Linked DNA regions of Sus scrofa: region 1 is linked to region 2. Evidence: chromatin contacts called from public Hi-C data. All regions are on one chromosome and are shown on one strand. Each heading gives the region's core, a stretch centred on a gene start, on an enhancer-like site or on the middle of the called end of the contact. The rest is flanking DNA. Distances are from core to core; before and after follow the strand shown. Region 1 has its middle 560 kb from the start of FZD8. Region 2 holds the start of FZD8 (frizzled-8).

Region 1 (3,452 bases), core at 833-3,332, 560 kb before region 2:
CATTAGCTGAGTGCAGTTGAGGTGATGGAATATTTTTGAGGCCTTGCACACTGTTCTCTCAGCTTTCAACTTGGGTTTTCCTTACCACCTGCAACCCAACAACAAAATCTTTATGATTTCCCTAAACAGCCACCGTATTCAACAACAAATGTAATGAATAATAGTAGTTTGAATAGCTTTCTTATGATGTCATTATTATTATCAATTTCCTTATAAGCTATGATCACTTTAAGAGCCAGTGATAATGTGTTTATTTGTTTTTGTGTATATATATTCACAACACCTAGCAAGAAACCTGGTATGACAAGAGAGCTAAACCACTGTTTGTTGATATATGAACAAACCTTTGGAGGCTATGGTGAATATTTACTGCACATAAGGCAATATACCAGCTGCCCACGGAGGAGATACACTTACGTCTTTGTGTTCAGTACCTTTACCGTGAAAGAAGAATGTTTGAACCTGTTGTAGCTACCACACAGAGCCGGTGTGAAAAGCAAAATAAGAAATCTAAAAGGAAGTTTCTTGAAAAATACAAGGTGTCCTAGGATAAAGTGTTTCACTGCTAAGCAACTCTGTGACCATGTCATGAATCATATTCATGTCCTTCAACATCTAATTTCAAGTGTCAGAGTCAGTTCCCATAGACGCGCGGCCTTCCCCAGGCAATACTATGTTTAAGAGGTTTTAATCTCTTTTCTGTTCTCATCTGTATCTGTTTCACTTTTTTTCTTCTAGAGGGGAAGTCTACAACTGAGCTGCTTGCCTATTTAACCATGTGGAAATGGAAGCTGGCCAATACAGACAAATTTACAAATCAGAAATGGTTACCAAGTGTGGTGGTGCCCAGGAGACTCTCAGGCAATGTGAAAATAAGACAGGGTAAGGAATGCCAAAGCAAGGAATCAGCTGAAACAGAGATCTGAAGAGGAGAGAAGACTGAGGCACTTGAAGGTAGTAGAAGAAAAAAGAAGAAACCCAATGTGACCTTTGAATAGAAAAAGCCTACAAAGACAGGTAAGTAAATAACTATATGGCAAAAGTACAAGAAAATGGAACCACATTTTATATGTCTTACAGAAACAATTTACTTAAGAATTTATCAGCAGCCTAATACATGCCAAACCCTGGTCTTGGCTCAGAGGAGACATTTGCAAATATGACAGTCCTTTCGGTTGAGGGAGGCAGTCAATGAACTTAAATTAAATGATAGCATCACCCCCATCCTAGGTCACCCTCAAAACCCTATTAATGTGTATCTCCTCTCCTGGCTGAAGACAGGAAGAAGGAAGAAAAGGATTAGTCCAGAATGGATGAGAAAACCCAAGAGATAAGGAGGCCAAAGAGAGAGGAGTTCTAACAACCTAGCAATAGACAATAGAGAAGATTAAATAAGTAAAACTCATGAGTAAATCTGCAGAGGGGAGCACGAGGGGCCCTTCTGCAGCTTTCGGGCTCAGACTTCTGAAAACAGCCGCCAGTATTATTTCAGTCTTGTTTTTGATGATAAACACTCAACGGATGCCTGAGGTCATGACCTTTAGAGGGCAGTAGTTCACTAGTATCCACTGGAGATGAGACTGGCTTGCAGAGCTGTGATAGAGTAAAATGTGTGGAGATTTTTACACGGGTCATCCAAAAAGTGAAATTTTTTCCAGACACGACTAGGTTAAGTGTTTTTCTGGTGCCTACTTTTTCATTATAATGATGCCTCAGGGAATCTATGAAGGAAAGAAATTTAATCTGGCTATGAGTTAGGGTGCTGCTAGAAAAGCTTAAAATTCTTTAGCACTTTTTTTTTTTTTCCCCCAAGAAGGAAACAATAGACTTAAATGTTTTAAAATATGTGCTGACTTCTATCAGGGTTTTGTTTTTTGGGGTTTTTTTTTTTTGGTTTTTAATAAACCGATAGGAAGGTTACAGCTCACACGCCCTGCCTGCCGGGCTGAGAGAGGAAACTCTCCCTAAGCTCCATGCTCAGTCACCTTTTCTAAACTGGATCCAGTTCAAGGCGACAGCCTCCTTGCGGTCCCCGGTGCCCAGCGGATGAGAGGTGCTGGGTTCACCATGGCCTCAGCTCCCGGGGACCTCCACTGGAGGCTCAGCCTCACATTCAGCTGAAAGGAACTCCACAGAGTTGTTCTGGCCAAGAGTCTTTGGCTCTGAACCAGCAAGAAAATAATTTCTAATTCTTTTTTATTTTCAAGCTAAGGTCAAAAGAACCTTGAATCCATTAGAGGTTTTCCAGTATCTTTCATTTGCTCTGTGTGCAGGATAACAGCTTGAAGTAAAAAGGGGTTACTCTTCTCACTTCAGTAGATGGCGTATCACACCTTAGCGGAGGGATCCAAGCAGCGTTACCTTATGTACTGTGAAATTATATGATAACTGAAACTTTTTCTTTGGGCATGCAGTGCCTTTTGGGGGTGGGGGGTGAAGTTCCATAGACTAAGGGGAAAATCTACTGCGAAGAGTCTGAGTTATTTGGTTACTGACGGTGTTACTTGCTTTAAAAAAGGAAAGGCGGGAGTTCCCGTCGTGGCACAGTGGTTAACGAATCTGACTAGGAACCATGAGATTGTGGGTTCGATCCCTGCCCTTGCTCAGTGGGTTAAGGATCCGGCGTTGCCGTGAGCTGTGGTGTAGGTCACAGACTCGGCTCGGATCCCGCATTGCTGAGGCTCTGGCGTAGGCCGGCGGCTACAGCTTCGATTTGACCCCTAGCCTGGGAACCTCCATATTCCGTGGGAGCGGCCCAAAGAAATAGCAAAAAGACAAAAAAAAAAAAAAAAAAAAAAAAAAAAGGAAAGGAGTAGGGTACAAGGGTTAGGGCTTGATGAATGCTGCTCAAAAATAATTGGTATTAGGAAAATGCAGACAAAAACAATGAAATACCACTCGACAGCCATTAAGATGGCTGTTGTCTAAAACACACACACACACACACACACACACACACACACACACAGAGCATAACAAATGTTGGTGAGGACGGGAGAAGCGGAAATCCTCGTGCACGGCCCATGGGGATGTAAAGTGGTGCCGCCGTTATGGAAAACAGGACGGCTGTTGCTCAAAACATTACCCGTAGAGTTTCCATGCGATCCCAGTATTCTACTTCTGGGTGTGTACCCAAAAGAATTGAAGACCGGGATTCAAACAGTTACTTGTACACTTAGTTTCATAGCGTTATTCACAATAGACCAAATAACCAAAACGTCCATTGAGAGAAGAAGGGATAAACAAAATGAGGGATGGACACACCGTGGGGTAAGTAAAAGGAAGGTCATTCTGACCCACACAGATAAGTAAGCCAGACACAAGGACGAACACTGTGCGGTTCCACTCATCCCGTAGGTGCTCAGACTCTTAGGAGTCACAAAGAGGGGACGGGGGGAATGGGGAGTTGTTTAGTGGGTGCAGAGTCTCAGTTCAGGAACACAGAAAGTTCT
Region 2 (3,150 bases), core at 57-2,556:
CCCCCACCAGCCAGAATCAACTGCAGCGGTTCCATTCCACCTATATTCTCATCGTCCTGAGAACCCCAAGAAAGGCATCCCTTTCTCGGTCCCCCGCAACGCCCCCGCTCACTGGCCGGCTGGGGGAGTGGGGGGTGGTCCCGCTGCCAGGAGGTCGCCCACATTTGGGGGACGGAGAAAGCAGGGGCTTGACTAGTTCGAAACGGGCCTCCGAGGTCGCGCTTGCATAAAGGCTCGTCCCCAGTCCCTAAGCGCAGACTCGGGGAAATGGAACCCCGACTTCGACACATCGAGCACGATGGGGACCGTGGTGGCAAAGCGTCAGTGTCTGCGGTCAATCCCAAGGTTACCCAAACTCTGGCCGCAGACGGCGTGCACGGCGGCGCGAACAGCCGGGCCCGCCCCAGGAAGGCTGGGCCTGGGGAGCGCGCAGACTCCGCCCCGCGCCCGGGATTGGCGCGCGGGTCGCGGGCGGAGACCGAGTCCGCCCCGTATAAATATTCATGAGCCGGCCCGGGCGCAGCGGGGCCGGAGCGGGAAGTTGGCGAGGGGCGCTGCTCCCGCCGAGGAGGAGGAGGAGGCGGAGGTGGCGGCGGCGGCGGAGGCGGCGGCAGCGGCAACAGTGGGGCGCGGGCGCGCCGCTCAGGTGTCCGCTCCGCCTTCCGGCCTGGATTTGGCTCCGGGTGTCCAGCGAGAAGAGGACCGCCGACACCTCGCCCGACTGCTGGCCGGAGCGCGGCGCGGACTTCCACCGGAGGCGGGGCCCGTCATCCCGGCAGCGGACAGACGGACCGAAGCAGGGGACAGAGGGCGGCGGCTTCGGCGGAGGCGGGCTCCGAACCCCGGCGGCAGCCGCGCGGCCTTGGGGTCAAGCATGAGCCCCGGGACGCCGAAAAGGGGCCGCAGGGGCTGACCCAGCGCGGAGCGGCCTGGCCCAGCCATCTTGACTGCGCACCGCGGCCCGAGAGGAAACTTGCTGCGCCGCCGCCCTCGGTACCCGGCAAAGTCACCGGAGTGCGGAGAAAGCGAGCAAGGGAGAGACGATGAGCTGGGGGCCGGTCACTCTGCCCCGCAAGGGCTGACCCTGGCCGGAGTGAGCGGGGTGGACCCGCGGACCCGGGCGCCCTCCGGCAGCCACCCTCCTCTCCCGCAGCGCCGTGCGGACGCGTCCCGAGAAGGGACTAGGTTATCGGGAGAGCCCCTCCTGGGAGAGGCAGGAGAAAGCCCGGCCGGGCACCCGCTCTCCTCTCCCGCGCTCTCGAAGGATCCCCGGCGCCCCTCCGCGCGCCACCCGGAGGGCGAGGGCGCGGGGCCGAGGCGCGCAGCATGGAGTGGGGTTACCTGTTGGAAGTGACCTCGTTGCTGGCCGCCCTGGCGTTGCTGCAGCGCTCGAGCGGCGCGGCGGCCGCCTCGGCCAAGGAGCTGGCGTGCCAGGAGATCACCGTGCCGCTGTGCAAGGGCATCGGCTACAACTACACCTACATGCCCAACCAGTTCAACCACGACACGCAGGACGAGGCGGGCCTGGAGGTGCACCAATTCTGGCCGCTGGTGGAGATCCAGTGCTCGCCCGACCTCAAGTTCTTCCTGTGCAGCATGTACACACCCATCTGTCTGGAGGACTACAAGAAGCCCCTGCCTCCCTGCCGCTCGGTGTGCGAGCGCGCCAAGGCCGGCTGCGCGCCCCTCATGCGCCAGTACGGCTTCGCCTGGCCTGACCGCATGCGCTGCGACCGGCTGCCCGAGCAGGGCAACCCCGACACGCTGTGCATGGACTACAACCGCACCGACCTCACCACGGCCGCGCCCAGCCCACCGCGCCGCCCGCCGCCGCCGCCGCCGCCGCCCGAGAGCAGCCGCCCTCCGGCAGCGGCCACGGCCGCCCGCCGGGGGCCCGGCCCCCGTCCCGCGGCAGGGGCGGCGGCGGGGACGCGGCTGCGCCCCCCGCGCGCGGCGGCGGCGGCGGCGGCGGCGGTGGTGGCGGCGGGAAGGCGCGGCCCCCTGGCGGCGGCGCGGCGCCCTGCGAGCCGGGCTGCCAATGCCGCGCTCCCATGGTGAGCGTGTCCAGCGAGCGGCACCCTCTCTACAACCGCGTCAAGACCGGCCAGATCGCCAACTGCGCGCTGCCCTGCCACAACCCGTTCTTCAGCCAGGACGAGCGCGCCTTCACCGTCTTCTGGATCGGCCTGTGGTCGGTGCTCTGCTTCGTGTCCACTTTCGCCACCGTCTCCACCTTCCTCATAGACATGGAGCGCTTCAAGTACCCGGAGCGGCCCATCATCTTCCTCTCGGCCTGCTACCTCTTCGTGTCCGTCGGCTACCTGGTGCGCCTGGTGGCGGGCCACGAGAAGGTGGCGTGCAGCGGCGGTGCGGGGGCTGCGGGCGGCGCGGGCGGCGCGGGCAGCGCGGCGGCGGGAGCCGGCGCGGCGGGAGCGGGCGCGGGCGGCCCGGGAGGGCGCGGCGAGTACGAGGAGCTGGGCGCCGTGGAGCAGCACGTGCGCTATGAGACCACGGGCCCGGCGCTGTGCACCGTGGTCTTCCTGCTCGTCTACTTCTTCGGCATGGCCAGCTCCATCTGGTGGGTGATCCTGTCGCTCACGTGGTTCCTGGCGGCGGGCATGAAGTGGGGCAACGAGGCCATCGCCGGCTACTCGCAGTACTTCCACCTGGCCGCCTGGCTCGTGCCCAGCGTCAAGTCTATCGCCGTGCTGGCGCTCAGCTCGGTGGACGGCGATCCGGTGGCGGGCATCTGCTACGTGGGCAACCAGAGCCTGGACAACCTGCGCGGCTTCGTGCTGGCGCCGCTGGTCATCTACCTCTTCATCGGCACCATGTTCCTGCTGGCCGGCTTCGTGTCGCTCTTCCGCATCCGCTCGGTCATCAAGCAGCAGGGAGGCCCCACCAAGACGCACAAACTGGAGAAGCTCATGATCCGCCTGGGCCTCTTCACCGTGCTCTACACCGTGCCCGCCGCTGTCGTGGTCGCCTGTCTCTTCTACGAACAGCACAACCGCCCGCGCTGGGAGGCCACGCACAACTGCCCATGCCTGCGGGACCTGCAGCCGGACCAGGCGCGCCGGCCCGACTACGCCGTCTTCATGCTCAAGTACTTCATGTGCCTGGTGGTGGGCATCACCTCGGGCGTGTGGG

What was found. A called contact is a pair of places that touch in the nucleus more often than the background predicts.
Region 1: a Hi-C map of skeletal muscle shows a contact between it and region 2, with 5 times the contacts expected there. The contact joins the enhancer-like site here to the promoter of FZD8 in region 2. A contact is called at or near these places in 1 of 5 promoter capture datasets (liver), 11 of 47 Hi-C or Micro-C datasets (embryonic fibroblasts, epiblast stem cells, heart right ventricle and 6 more) and 1 of 2 datasets of contacts at active chromatin or transcription factors (skeletal muscle).

Annotation. Positions count from the first base shown.
Region 1 is chr10:58,650,586-58,654,037 of Sscrofa11.1, reverse strand. No RefSeq gene overlaps it. Among named protein-coding and RNA genes, the nearest start is that of FZD8, 560 kb to the right of the region's middle. Within about 2 kb of position 2,082, at least 5 of the 83 cell types and tissues checked have an H3K27ac peak or open chromatin away from gene starts, as enhancers often do. A contact at or near this core is called in skeletal muscle and subcutaneous adipose tissue, where this site is marked.
Region 2 is chr10:58,094,946-58,098,095 of Sscrofa11.1, reverse strand. It overlaps FZD8 (frizzled-8), which reads left to right and starts at 1,306. Exons shown (of 2, transcript XM_021064988.1): 1 at 1,306-1,845; 2 at 1,848-3,150. The coding sequence starts at 1,327. The region is part of intron 1 of LOC110255709 (a long non-coding RNA gene); the gene reads right to left.